Linked DNA regions of Mus musculus: all the other regions are linked to region 1. The links are chromatin contacts, called in public HiChIP or PLAC-seq and Micro-C maps. All regions are on one chromosome and are shown on one strand. Each heading gives the region's core, a stretch centred on a gene start, on an enhancer-like site or on the middle of the called end of the contact. The rest is flanking DNA. Distances are from core to core; before and after follow the strand shown.

The links. A called contact is a pair of places that touch in the nucleus more often than the background predicts. HiChIP or PLAC-seq counts read pairs in DNA pulled down with a chosen protein or histone mark.
Region 2: a contact with region 1 is called in a FOXA1 HiChIP or PLAC-seq map of pancreatic cancer cells. The contact joins the promoter of Akt1 here to the promoter of Ckb in region 1. A contact is called at or near these places in 2 of 39 promoter capture datasets (liver and pre-B cells), 1 of 484 Hi-C or Micro-C datasets (uterus), 4 of 115 datasets of contacts at active chromatin or transcription factors (astrocytes, extraembryonic endoderm stem cells, pancreatic cancer cells and 1 more) and 1 of 9 other capture datasets (macrophages).
Region 3: a contact with region 1 is called in a Micro-C map of embryonic stem cells, with 2.6 times the contacts expected there. The contact joins the promoter of Cep170b here to the promoter of Ckb in region 1.

The regions. Positions count from the first base shown.
Region 1 is chr12:111,670,928-111,674,802 of GRCm38.p6, reverse strand. Ckb (creatine kinase, brain) reads left to right here and starts at 2,465. Exons shown (of 8, transcript NM_021273.4): 1 at 2,465-2,573; 2 at 2,830-3,037; 3 at 3,224-3,378; 4 at 3,456-3,588; 5 at 3,759-3,875. The coding sequence starts at 2,845.
Region 2 is chr12:112,672,432-112,676,405 of GRCm38.p6, reverse strand. It overlaps Akt1 (thymoma viral proto-oncogene 1), which reads left to right and starts at 2,130. Exons shown (of 14, transcript NM_009652.3): 1 at 2,130-2,406. Gm30150 (a long non-coding RNA gene) reads right to left here and starts at 1,930. Exons shown (of 3, transcript XR_381988.3): 1 at 1,709-1,930; 2 at 854-1,387; 3 at 436-715.
Region 3 is chr12:112,719,617-112,723,628 of GRCm38.p6, reverse strand. It overlaps Cep170b (centrosomal protein 170B), which reads right to left and starts at 1,455. Exons shown (of 19, transcript NM_001024602.3): 1 at 1,247-1,455. It overlaps Gm46382 (proline-rich extensin-like protein EPR1), which reads left to right and starts at 1,463. Exons shown (of 2, transcript XM_017315329.2): 1 at 1,463-2,068.

The DNA of each region.
Region 1 (3,875 bases), core at 1,216-3,715:
GCTGGGATTTGAACTCAAGACCTTCAGAAGAGCAGTCGGAGCTCTTAACCACTGAGCTATCTCTCCAGCTCCCATGTGAGGTTGTTTTATTGGCTTACAAAATAGTGACTTGAGCCGGGCATGGTGGCGTACACTTTTAATCCCAGCACTCAGGAGGCAGAGGCAGGCGGATTTCTGAGTTCGAGGCCAGCCTGGTCTACAAAGTGAGTTCCAGGATAGCCAGGGCTATACTGAGAAACCCTGTCTTGAACCCCCCCCCCCAAGTGGCTTGACCTGGGCATAGTGGTTCAGTCCCATATTAGAACTTGGGATGCTGAGACAGAAAGAGCCTGGTTTATGGGATCTTGTCTCAAAACACAATAGGTTAAAGCTGGCCAAGGTGAGTGAAAAACAGGAGGAGTCTCTGTAGTAGCCCTGGGGACAGAACAGAGGTGACTTTTCAACTCTACCCAGGCAGAGGCAGGCAGGCAGTCTTTCTGCCCCGAGTTCTTCACTCCAGTCTTCTCCCCAGGCACCTGCACATTCTATCTCAGCCTGGAATTCCTGTCATACCTCACACAGTTCGCTCCTCCAGGCAGCCTGCCTCCACAGAAAGGCAGGGTCCCTGTGCCTCCTGTGCACTTTTTGTTGCACGTTCCTTGCATCTAGCACCTCATGTGTGGCTGGAGGCTCAGGGGGAGCAGTCTCCCTCAAAGCCATCTTCAGCTTCTTTTCCTCTGGGGCGTAAGTGTGCCATTAGTTCTCTGAAGCTAGGCTTTGGACTGCAATCCCTCAGAGCAGGATGGAGCATGCCTTTAAGTCCACAAGTGGATAAACAGAGGCAGGCAGAGCTCTGAGACCTGCTTGGTCTACAAAGTGAGTTCCAAGGCTAGAGAGAGAAACTGTCAAAGACAAATGACTGAAGATATTCTGTCAAACATGCAAGGATGAAGGCTTCTCTTGTTCTTGCTTTATTAGCCCAGGAGTGAGTGAGTGGCTGTGAGTGAACATTAAATATGAAAGCACAGATACTGATTTTTTTTTGAGACAGGGCTGTTCTGGACTCTCTTTTTAGAGGAAGGATCTGCCTGAGGGATCTCACAGAGATCTGCTTGTCTCTGCCTTCCTCGTGCTTGGATTGAAAGGGTGTGCTGCAGCTGGACGTGGTGGCCCATGCCTTTAATCCCAGCACTTGTGAGGCAGAGGCAGGCGAATTTCTGAGTTCGAGGCCAGCCTGGTCTACAGAGTGAGTTCCAGGACAGCCAGGGCTACACAGAGAAACCCTGTCTTAAACAAACAAACAAACCAAAAAAGAAAAAGAAAAAAAGAAAGGGTGTGCCGCCACGCAGGACCTCACCTCTCTATTTGTATCAACTGCACCATCTACCACACTTTTCTACCCACGACCATTCCCTAATGAGCATCAGATCGAATCCAAACTTTCTCCCTCTACACGTTTCCTGATCTGTTTGTAGAGAAGGGACACCGTCTTTCTGTAGGCTGCATTCCTAGAAGTGGGAATGCTAGGTCATAGAGCAATTTAAAAATTTTTTAACAAATACTGCCAAATTACTTTCCAGAAAAAGATGAAGCTGCTGGCAGCTGCAGCAGGCAAGGTGCGAACGCCTATCTTCACACATTCCAATTCACACCTGGCACTGGCTGTGGTCAAATTCCAGGTTTCCCCTGTGTGTGTGTGTGGGGGGGGGTGGCACGGGGAGAGAGACTGTTTCAATGTGTTGGATCTGATTAATGAGCTTAATTTTGACTGGTGCTTCCTCCACCCCCAGTTTGCCTGCCGGTGTTGGGGAGTTCTTTGTGGGTGCGGTGGTAGAAACCGGTCCCCCGAGAAAAGGGACAGGAGATGAGAATTTGGAGATTCAAAAACAGTCTCTAGGAACTAAATGTCTTGAATCTTTCAGGGTCTGGGTCCAAGGGTCTTGGCGGTGTTCCTTAGAGCCCGCCCAAGGTCAGAACACCCTGGGTGCTTCCGGGCGGGACCTCAGCCAGACTGCGCCTCTGGTGTTGCACCAAGAACACCCAGGAGATGCCCGCAGGCACCTTGAGGAAGGTCGGCGGCTCTGTGGCTCTTGAGGATATGGCCTGGATGCGGTGTTTGGATGCTGTACCCAATGTTAAAAACCTGGACTCTCACCATGACCCTCTCTACAACGCAGTCGGCCTGAGGAGACAGGGAAGGCAGGAGCCTCAAGTGCCATCTGGCTTCCCAGACTCAGTTTCCTGCCCCCGGCAGTGTGTGTGAAGCAGGTCTAGGATATCTATGGCTCTGGGGTTTCGTCTTAGGGATCCTGTGCGAGCACCACCGGGGTGGCCAAACTGCGCAGCGGGGTCGAGACTTGGGGACCGCTAGGGTGGGCCGCTGGGGGTGTCAAGGGCTGCTGCCTCGGACAAAGCGGCGGCACCACCCCAAAGCGCGGACCAATGGAATGAATGGGCTATAAATAGCCGCCAATGGGAGGCCGGCGACGCGCCCCTTAAGAGCTCAGGGAGCAGCGAGCAGCCGTCGTTCTTCTGCGCTGCGCCAGGAGCTGCAAGCACAGGCATCCATCGCCCCTGCTTCGTCCGGCATCCCGGTGAGCGGGTCCAAGGGCCAGGGGTATAGTCCTGCGGGGCTCTACGCTGTGGGGTGCGGGACCGGGGCATCACGCGCAGCCTCGCTGCCGGGAGCGCTCATCGGACCCGCCCGGGAACTTGGGATGCGCTGGACTCTGACGATGCAGACCTCGCTGACCTTGGTGGCGTCCAGGGAAAGTCTCGGGGGTCCCAAGTGGTTTGCAGGTCCCTGGCGGCCGGTGTTTAAATCTCCTCTGACCCCGCTCTTCCCTGCAGCCCGCTGCCGCCGCCATGCCCTTCTCCAACAGCCATAATACGCAGAAGCTGCGCTTCCCGGCCGAGGATGAGTTCCCTGATCTGAGCAGCCACAACAACCATATGGCCAAGGTGCTGACCCCGGAGCTGTACGCCGAGCTCCGTGCCAAGTGCACGCCGAGCGGCTTTACTTTGGACGACGCCATTCAGACTGGCGTAGACAATCCGGGTATGCACACCCCTGTAGCGTCAGGCTTCCGCCTCCCCAAGAAGCCCCCCGGGCAAGGATCCCACTGCTCTTCCCTGAACCTTCGGTGGGCTGGGGTCCCCTGTTCCCCTCTCCGCGCTTAGCCTTAAGAGCCTCGGCTTGCTCCTGCCTGACGGTGACGTCACTGTCGCCGCGCCCCTCCTCCAGGCCACCCGTACATCATGACTGTGGGTGCAGTGGCGGGCGACGAGGAGAGTTACGACGTATTCAAGGACCTCTTCGACCCCATTATTGAGGAGCGGCACGGCGGCTACCAGCCCAGTGATGAGCACAAGACCGACCTCAACCCAGACAACCTGCAGGTGCGGGGAATCAGGGTCCGGGCGTGCTGGGGAGAGGGGTCTCGGCGCTCACTCTAGCCACCACCTTGTATTCCCAGGGTGGCGATGACCTGGACCCCAACTACGTGCTGAGCTCGCGAGTGCGCACAGGCCGCAGCATCCGCGGCTTCTGTCTCCCCCCGCACTGCAGCCGCGGGGAGCGCCGCGCCATCGAGAAGCTGGCAGTAGAAGGTAGGGGTCGGGTAACAGCCTCCAGAGCTGCTGCGCTCTTCTCTGCGCGCGCGTTCCCACTGGGGACTGAGGGTCGAAGACCCACCTTCGCCCGCGGGGACACACTGCTGCAGGCGGGGCGGCGGGCTTGCTCGCCCGCCCACCCTGTCCTTGAACTCTGCACTCCGCAGCTCTGTCCAGCCTAGATGGCGACCTGTCTGGCAGGTACTACGCGCTCAAGAGCATGACTGAGGCGGAGCAGCAGCAGCTCATTGACGACCACTTCCTCTTCGATAAGCCTGTGTCGC
Region 2 (3,974 bases), core at 881-3,380, 1.0 Mb before region 1:
TACCCTACATAGGTCTTAGGGCAGAGAACCTGTGAGGTACAAAGACAGTGAAACTGCTGCCTGCAGGACCAGCCACACCTGCAGGGTCACTGGACATTCCTCAGACTGGTCCACCATCTGTGCTGAGAACCCTGACACCTGCCACTCCGAGATGCCTCTCTACTGGCATATAGATGACAGAGGCTATCACAGAGCCACAGTCCGGCTGCTACAGGCAGAACCTCTCTAGATTTCGGGTGCCATCTAACTTGGGAGCTGTCTCAAGAGCATATCTCACTATGTAGCTGATGCCCAGACCTCTTAGCTCAGGATAGTGCCTGCATCCTACCAAGCTGCCAGGGATGAGAGGGAGGAAGACCTCTGTGAGAGAGGGGGGAAGACCTCTGTGAGGGGGGAAGAGGGTCAGGAACCACAGGTTGGTTTGTTTGTTTTTGGTTTTTGGTTTTTTTTTTTTTGAAGATTTATTTATTATTATACATAAGTACTGTAGCTGTCTTCAGACGCACCAGAAGGGGGCGTCAGATCTCATTACGGGTGGTTGTGAGCCACCACGTGGTTGCTGGGATTTGAACTCAGGACCTTCGGAAGAGCAGTCATCTTACCCGCTGAGCCATCTCGCCAGCCCCCGGGACCAGTTTTTGTTGGAGAGCATGGCTGCAGAGCAGGCCAGTGGCAAGTCTCAGTAAGGCGGACCTTACTCACCTTGTGGCTCTGTCTAGGAGGCCCAAAGAGGTGTTGCCAAAGTGTGGACCCAGAAGGAGTCGCCTATCCCCCAACCCACTCCGGACTCGGGGGAAGATAGAGACACAAAGAAGGGAGGCGGGACTGGTTACTGCATAGAAACAGGGCTCACCACAGGTAGGAGCTGTCTCCAACAGTGGCTTCCAGGAAGAGCATCCGAGTGAGAAGGGTCACTAGAGAACAGCCAGAAATTGCTGTGTTCCACAAGAGGGCGCCCTGCTGGCTCTAACTGTGTAGCAACGGGATGGGGGAAGTAGGAGAGGAGGAGTTGGGGGCCTGGGGTGAAGGTTTGCTGGGCGAGTGATGGATATTTGTGTGACTCTCAGCCTCTGAAGGCCACTCTCAGGGTCAGGGATACTGCTGGAGCAGAACAGAACTGCTGCTGAGCCTCTGACTTAGCGCCCTGGAGGCTCTCTGAGCTGGGGCAGCTGTGCAGCAGATAGGGCACAGAACAGAGCCCCCCATCCCCATCCCCGTCTGAAGGGTATGGGGCGTGGCTGAGAGGAGAGTGAGTTCTTCTCCGGGAGTGGGGTGTGCTTCCCAGGTCAGCCCCAGGAGCCCGAGAAGGAGCTCCGATTTCCATCCTGGGCGATAGCGTGGACTACTAAATCTACCCTCTTGTTTACACTCCTGGTGAACTCTGACCCTTGTATGAAAAACAAAAAATGCCCCCTGGTTAAAAATACCAAACACATGAAGGTAAATTCACAAAAGGGTTACTATCAAGTCGGGCTTCTGGGACGAGGGAGGGGCCCTGCGCAGGAACTGCTGAGGCTGGCCGAAGGGGGAAGGACTGAGGATGGATAAGAGGCAGGAACCACCTTGACTCTTCAATTCCGGGACACCATAAGGAACCGCCCCCCAAGCCTCACCCATCTGAGTCCACAGCAAGGTCTTGGCTGACTGAGTCCTACCCCTGAATCTGCCCCCTCTGGGTGTCCAGGTGTGCTCCCGTCCTCCCTGTCACCTGGGGAGTCCTTATCAGTTGCTGTGGCAGGCAGTACTGGGTTGGATGAGCCCTCAATAGCCTTCTTTCTTGTGTTGGCTGGCCTTTAGGACACCGGTGACCGGTCTCTCCCGGCTCCCAAGATGGGGACAGTTGGGCCTCTTGAGAGTCAAACTGATTCACTTCCCACGCTGGCCTCCCTCCTTGGGGTCTGGAGAGCTAGGCAGGGAAGGGCCAGGTCCCACAAACCGGGAAACCCAGACCAGAGCTGGAGCTCTGGATCTGCGGCGGGGCTCCGTTACCCGCGTGGCCCTGGCTCGGGGCCACCCGAGGGCGGCGCCTGCGGGGCCGCGCTCGCGCTCACGGGGTGCCTCGCCCTGGCCGCGGGCCGCGCCGGGGGCGCCCGGGGCGGCGGAGGCGGATGTGGGCGGGCGGCGCGGGCGCGGGGCGGGGAGAAGGCGGGCCGGCGGCGGCGGCGGCAGCACCGAGTCGGCGGGCGGCCGGCCCAGCGCGGCAGCGCACGCGAGTCCGGGACCAGCGGAGCGGACCGAGCAGCGTCCTGTGGCCGGCACCGCGGCGGCCCAGATCCGGCCAGCAGCGCGCGCCCGGACGCCGCTGCCTTCAGCCGGCCCCGCCCAGCGCCCGCCCGCGGGATGCGGAGCGGCGGGCGCCCGAGGCCGCGGCCCGGCTAGGCCCAGTCGCCCGCACGCGGCGGCCCGGTGAGTGCCCGCGCCGCGCCCTGTTCCGGGCCGCGGCCACCCCGCTTTGTTCCCGGCCGCGCCGCGCCTCGGAGTAGGAGCAGGAAGTGGCCGAGCGGAGGCCTGGGCGGGGAGCGCGCGGGGCCGGGCTGGTCGCGCAGGAGGCCCACGCCGGCGAGGGTGCGGGCGGCCGCTGCGTGACCTTGGGTGGCCGCTCCACGGGGCCAGGTCGCGGGAGAGGGGCGCTGTTGGTGTGCGCAGTGGGGGCCGGTGCGCCCTGGGGCCTGGGGCTGCCCGGGCACTCGGCCAGCGAGGGTAGGAGAAAGGCTCGCCCCGCGGCCTGCGTGCGGTGGGAGGGCCCTGGGAAGGAGAACTCATTTCCCACGGACAGAAAGTTGTGCGCGGTGGCACAGTGCCCAGGCTAGCCCACAAAGGACTGCTAACCCTCCTGGGCCCGGAAGCTGCTTCCTGGACTAGGTGGTTTCTGGAGGTGCCGGGGGGGGGGGGGGCCTTGAGGACGGCGTGGACTCGGTCTCCCGGATCCGGGATACTGGCTGAGCTGATGGAATTGTCTAAAGAGGACTGGTTTCTAAGTTGGGCGGTGGTGGAACCTTGGGCCTCTGCTGTGTGGCCAAACTCCTCCTTCCCCCAGGCCCCTGGTCTTGCTCCAGGTGGCTAGCCTTGACTGCCTAGAGCCATCACTAAAGTGAAGGGCGAGTCGCCTTGGTGGGGCCCCAGCTGGGCGTGTGGCTCACGGGCCAGTGTCCCAGAGGGGCTGAACTCTTAAGACTTAACAATAGCAACCATATGCCCTTACGGCATGGCATGGTGGGAAGAGTGTCCCATGCTTAAGTCGGCTTGATGTGGACATTGGCGTTAACATGGCTGTGTTTCTTCACTCCGTGTGTATGAATTTATTTTTACACGGCTCTGGACAGCTGACTGTCATCAGCAGACCTTGGGGCTGGGTGGGGGTAGGGGACATCCACCGAGAGAGATCTTGCAGTACAGCCCTCTGCCTCCAGGCCACACCCACTCTGACAGTCACTGAGCTGGGATTTCTTCTTGGCTTATCTTTTTCGTTCTGGCTTTTAGTCGCCACCTGCTTGCTGAGGGAAGGGCTCTTTCCTTCTTGGGCCAGGTGTGGTCTTTCCTACTTTGGCATTTGGCATTTGACACATAGCAGCCGGCCTCCCTTTTGTTCCACATTTAGCTTCATACAAGGCAAAGTGACAGAGACTCTGGGTGCCAGCTTGTGTCTTCTGGGCTAGAGAGATGACATAGGGGGTTGCCAGTCAGCTGTAGTAGACCCTAGTTGGGATCTATTCCACGGCGGCCTTCCAGTCTTTTCCTGGGGATTGTCCACATGAACTCCAGGTGGAGGGACAACACAGGCTTGCTGGTCAAGGGCTGTTCAGGTGCACTTTCCCAGAATGTCCAGACTTGGGGATATTTGAAGGATACCTAGGTGTCCCTCTGGAAGAGAAGCAATTGGGGGGCGGGGGGATCTTTGCGAGGTGAGCTGGCACCCTTTGCTTTGCACAGGCTAGCTAGTTGGCCGCTGCAGGACCCTTGTGTGTTACCTGCCC
Region 3 (4,012 bases), core at 206-2,705, 1.0 Mb before region 1:
GTCTCGGGTCCCTTCGGGGTAAGCAGCAGGCAAGAACACAGGGCTCTGTCCATCTGTGAAGGCCCACAGCACTCCTTCAGGAAGCAGGAGGAAGATGGAGAAAAGAAACCTGCCTCCCCAGAAAACAGCTCCAGGTGGTCAGGAACATACCCATACCCTGCTCTGAGGTCCCCTTTCCTTAGGGCCCAGCTTGAGAGGCAAGGGCTAAAGGGGCAAGATTTCAATGCCCTTGCAGCCTCTAGGACCTCACTGGGTATCCATAGCCCCAACTCTCAGAAAGACCCAATCCTACTGGCAAAGGTGTCAGGGCTGTGGAGGGAGCCCCCCCCCCCCCCAGGCCCCAGACCCAGGGCGTCACTGAGCCTCCCAGCCCCACCCAGCCTGGATGTCTCCTACTCTGACATCACCTGCCTGCCATCATCTCACTGTGGACAGCAGGCACGGGGACACCCTTAGAGGAGAGGGAGGCCAACCCCCAGAGCCTGGTCATGGGGTGACCACTGCCACCGCCAGTCCAACTTGGAAAGGCTTCTGAGCCAGGGCTTGCTGTAGGAGGTTTGGGGCTAGGCTTAGCCCGGCCATCGTTGCTAGGAGGGAGAATAATAAACACCCCAAACTTGTCCCCTCAGCCGCGCCAAGCAGAAGAGCCACCACCCGAAGGTGAAGGAGGAGGTGGCGATGCAGATGCTGAGAGACAGTGGGAGGCAGGGAGCAGCCCCGTGGCTGAAAGGAGCAGACAGGAGGAGGTCCCCTCCTGGCCGCGGACAGCCCAGAGGCAGAGAAAGCAGGGAGACGGTGGCGGCTAAAGGGAAAGGAGAGAAGAGAAGGAAGACGGAGGGAGGGACCGCAGAAGGAGGGGGGACCGGGCACCCGGGAGGAGGCCGGGAGGCGGGCAGGCGCGCCAGGCCCAGAGGGGGAGGGAGCGGCGTTGTATCCTGAATCAGCGCTGGCCCTGCCCGGGCGGGGACCGGGCGCCCAGGTCTACCAGCTCGGCAGGCCGCGTAGACATGCGCGGGGCCAGGCCTTGTCGCCGGTGCCAGGAGGCCCCTCCCGGGCGCGCGCAGACATGGGCAGCATCGGCAAGCGCTGGCCGGGCCAGGTGTGCCGGGCCCTCGCCCAGCCCCTTCCTCACCGCCGCTTTTGTCCAGCCCCGCCCGCCCCGGTGTGGCCTGGAGGCACGCAGGTGCCCTGCTGGAGGCCCTGCCGCCGTGGGCGCAGGGCTGGCGCGGCCCCTCCTGCGTCCTACCTGTGCTCCCGCCAGGCCCGCGGCTCGCCCGCCCGGACGCTGCCCGGCCCAGCCCGGCCCTCTGCCCGCCCGGCCGAGCGCTGGGCGGGGCCGCCGCCTAGGACATGCCCGGCGCGGCCCGCACGCTGGCGGCAGCCCCGGCCGAGCCCACGGGCAGAGCGCCGGACCGCGGCCTCGCGCGGCGGGTCCCCTGACGTCTGCCGCGACACGCTCCGCCCCGGCGCGCCCCGCCCCCGTGATGCCCCGCCCCGCGACGCCCCGCCCCCCGGAAACCAGGTTAGGGCGGGCCAGCCTCAGCAGGTGAGCTGGACTCCGCAGCGCCGCCCCAGAGGTTACGCGCGGCCCCTCCCGTTCCGTCCACCCGTCCCGGCGCACCGGATCGGGCAACCAGGAACGGGCGATCACCTTTGTCCCCGGCCCAGCCTGGGGCGGCGCATCTCCGCCACCCTGTGCATTCAGACCCCCTTCTCTCTGGCGCTGGCTATCCCAGGGTTGCGAGAAAGGGCGTACGGCTGCCCAGCGTCCTGTCCCAGAGCCGAATAGTTAACATTTAACCACATTCCAGAAGCCCGAGCTCCAGCCGCTCTCCCAGCCCCAACCTTTGGCCTTTCAGCCCAGTGGAGGGGTGCAGGGCGAAGGAAGTAGGATGGATCCCAGAGGCCTGTGCGTCCAGCTGGGTCTCTTCCTCCTGCGCCCTCGACGTTGCAGGATAGGCCACGGGCTCGGGACAGGATGGTGGGCAAAGACACCAACGTACCTGGATGTCACAGTGGGCTGGACGGGGAGGGGCGGGGAACTCCGGAGGCTCTCCCAGTTCCTGAGGTAAGTTCTCACCGGCCGCTGGCTGGTGCCTGGTGCAACAATGGAGGTATCAGGTGTCCCTCTAGTGCCAAGGGGGAAAGGATTAGCGTGGGGCGGAGCGGCTTTGCAGAGTGGTGGAGAAAGTACTGTTCAGAGTGCATTCCTGCATTCCCGTTGAAGGGTACTAGTGAGGGCCTTGGCGGAAGTGGAATGCAGAGCAGAACTCCAGGCCTAGGAATGTGCGCTTTATCCTGCTGGTACAGGAGCTTCGTGAACCCAATCCACCCCGCCCAGGCTCCAAAGCCAGCGGGCACAGTTGCCCATCCCTGCCCTGTAGAAGGAGGTGGAAGGGGTTCTACACAACTCGAGAGTAGAGGCAAGCCCGCCAAGAGGAGACAGATAGGAAAAACTGCATGAGAATGTGCTAGGTTGTTGGGCCTGGCTGTGCGAGCTTATAGTACAGGCCCAAATGGGGGAGCCTGGCTTGCGGTATGGACAGAGGAGGAACCTGTAGCCTCGTGACCAATTTTGGATGTCATCCCAAGGACAGTGGGGCTCAGGAAGTTTGTGCCAGCTGAGACCTGATGAGATGAAGGCCTTGGAGAGAGCTCTAGATGTCTTTGTGGGCAAACGGGAGTACTTTGAGGGGGAGGCCAGGACTCCAGGGAGAGGCCAGGAACTGGAAGAGATGGAGGCAGAGGAGACTTGTCAGGTACTGGAAAGAGGAGGGCTGGGTACGTTCCTGTCTTCCTAGCCCATTTGTCCTTGCCAGGGTTGTTAGCCCCGGTCTCAGCTTCCGGGAGCTGTATGGGGATTTTGCAGTTTCTTCCTAGTAGACTGAGACTGTCCTGTTTCTGAGTCCCAACTCCCGAGCCGGGCTCTCCCATTCTCTTGGCTCTGTAAACAGCCCTTTCCCCAGCGGCTTCGCTGTCTTAGCTTAGCTACCCCTTGCTCACTCCTTAGTAATGGATGCTTATAAACGTTATTATTTTTTTTTTCTATTTGAGACTTTTACCTGGGTTGTGGCTCCTTCCAAGGTGAAGGACGGGAGATGAAGGAATGGTGTCCTGGGTTCTGACTGAGGCCCCTGCCAGCTGTGCACTGTCATGGGGTCGGTATCCTTAGACATGAGGGCAGGGTTGGAGTGGGCTGCTGCTTCCTGGAAGGGGAGGAGGGGTCAAGCTCGCTTGAGTGACTTGAGCAGTAGCATTGGGATCAGAAAGCAGATCTAGTAGTAGCTTCAGTCTTCATCGAGTAAGGGTGACACTTAAGGCCACTGAGCAGAGAGGCTTCCTTTAGTTCAAACTAAGAACACACAGACCAAGTAAGGAACCCCCACCAGTGCGGACCTACCATTTCCACCAAGTAACCTGCTAAACATAACCGCAGGCTTGAAAGACTTTTGATGTCTTAGCTTGGTTTCTATTGGTGTGAAGAGATATCACGACCACAGCCACGCTTACAAAGGACAGCATTTCACTGGGGCTGGCTTACAGCTTCAGGGGTTTAGTCCTGTATTGTCATGGCAGGAACCGTGGCAGCATGTAGGCAGCCGTGGTGCAGGAGAAGGAGCTGAGAGTTCTTAGGTCTTGATCCACAGGCAGCAGAAGGAGATTGTCACACTGGCTAGACTTGAGCTTATAAAACCTCCAAGCCAGCTCCACACAGTTCTGCCACACTCCCTATGGCCAAGCATTCAAATACATGAATCTGTTCAAACCACCATAGTAGACATGTCTAAAACAAACACACACGGCCAAGAAGCACATGAAGAAAATGGACACCACCGCTGATCACTCTGGAAGTGTAAGTCAGAGACCACCTCACACCTCTCAAGATGGCTGCCACACAGCAGAGCAATTACAGAGGAAGGGGTGGAGAAGTGGGGGCCTTTGTGTGTAAGATGGCTCCGTTACTACAGAAATGACAGAAAATTTGAAATTCGCATGTGCTCCTGCAATCCCT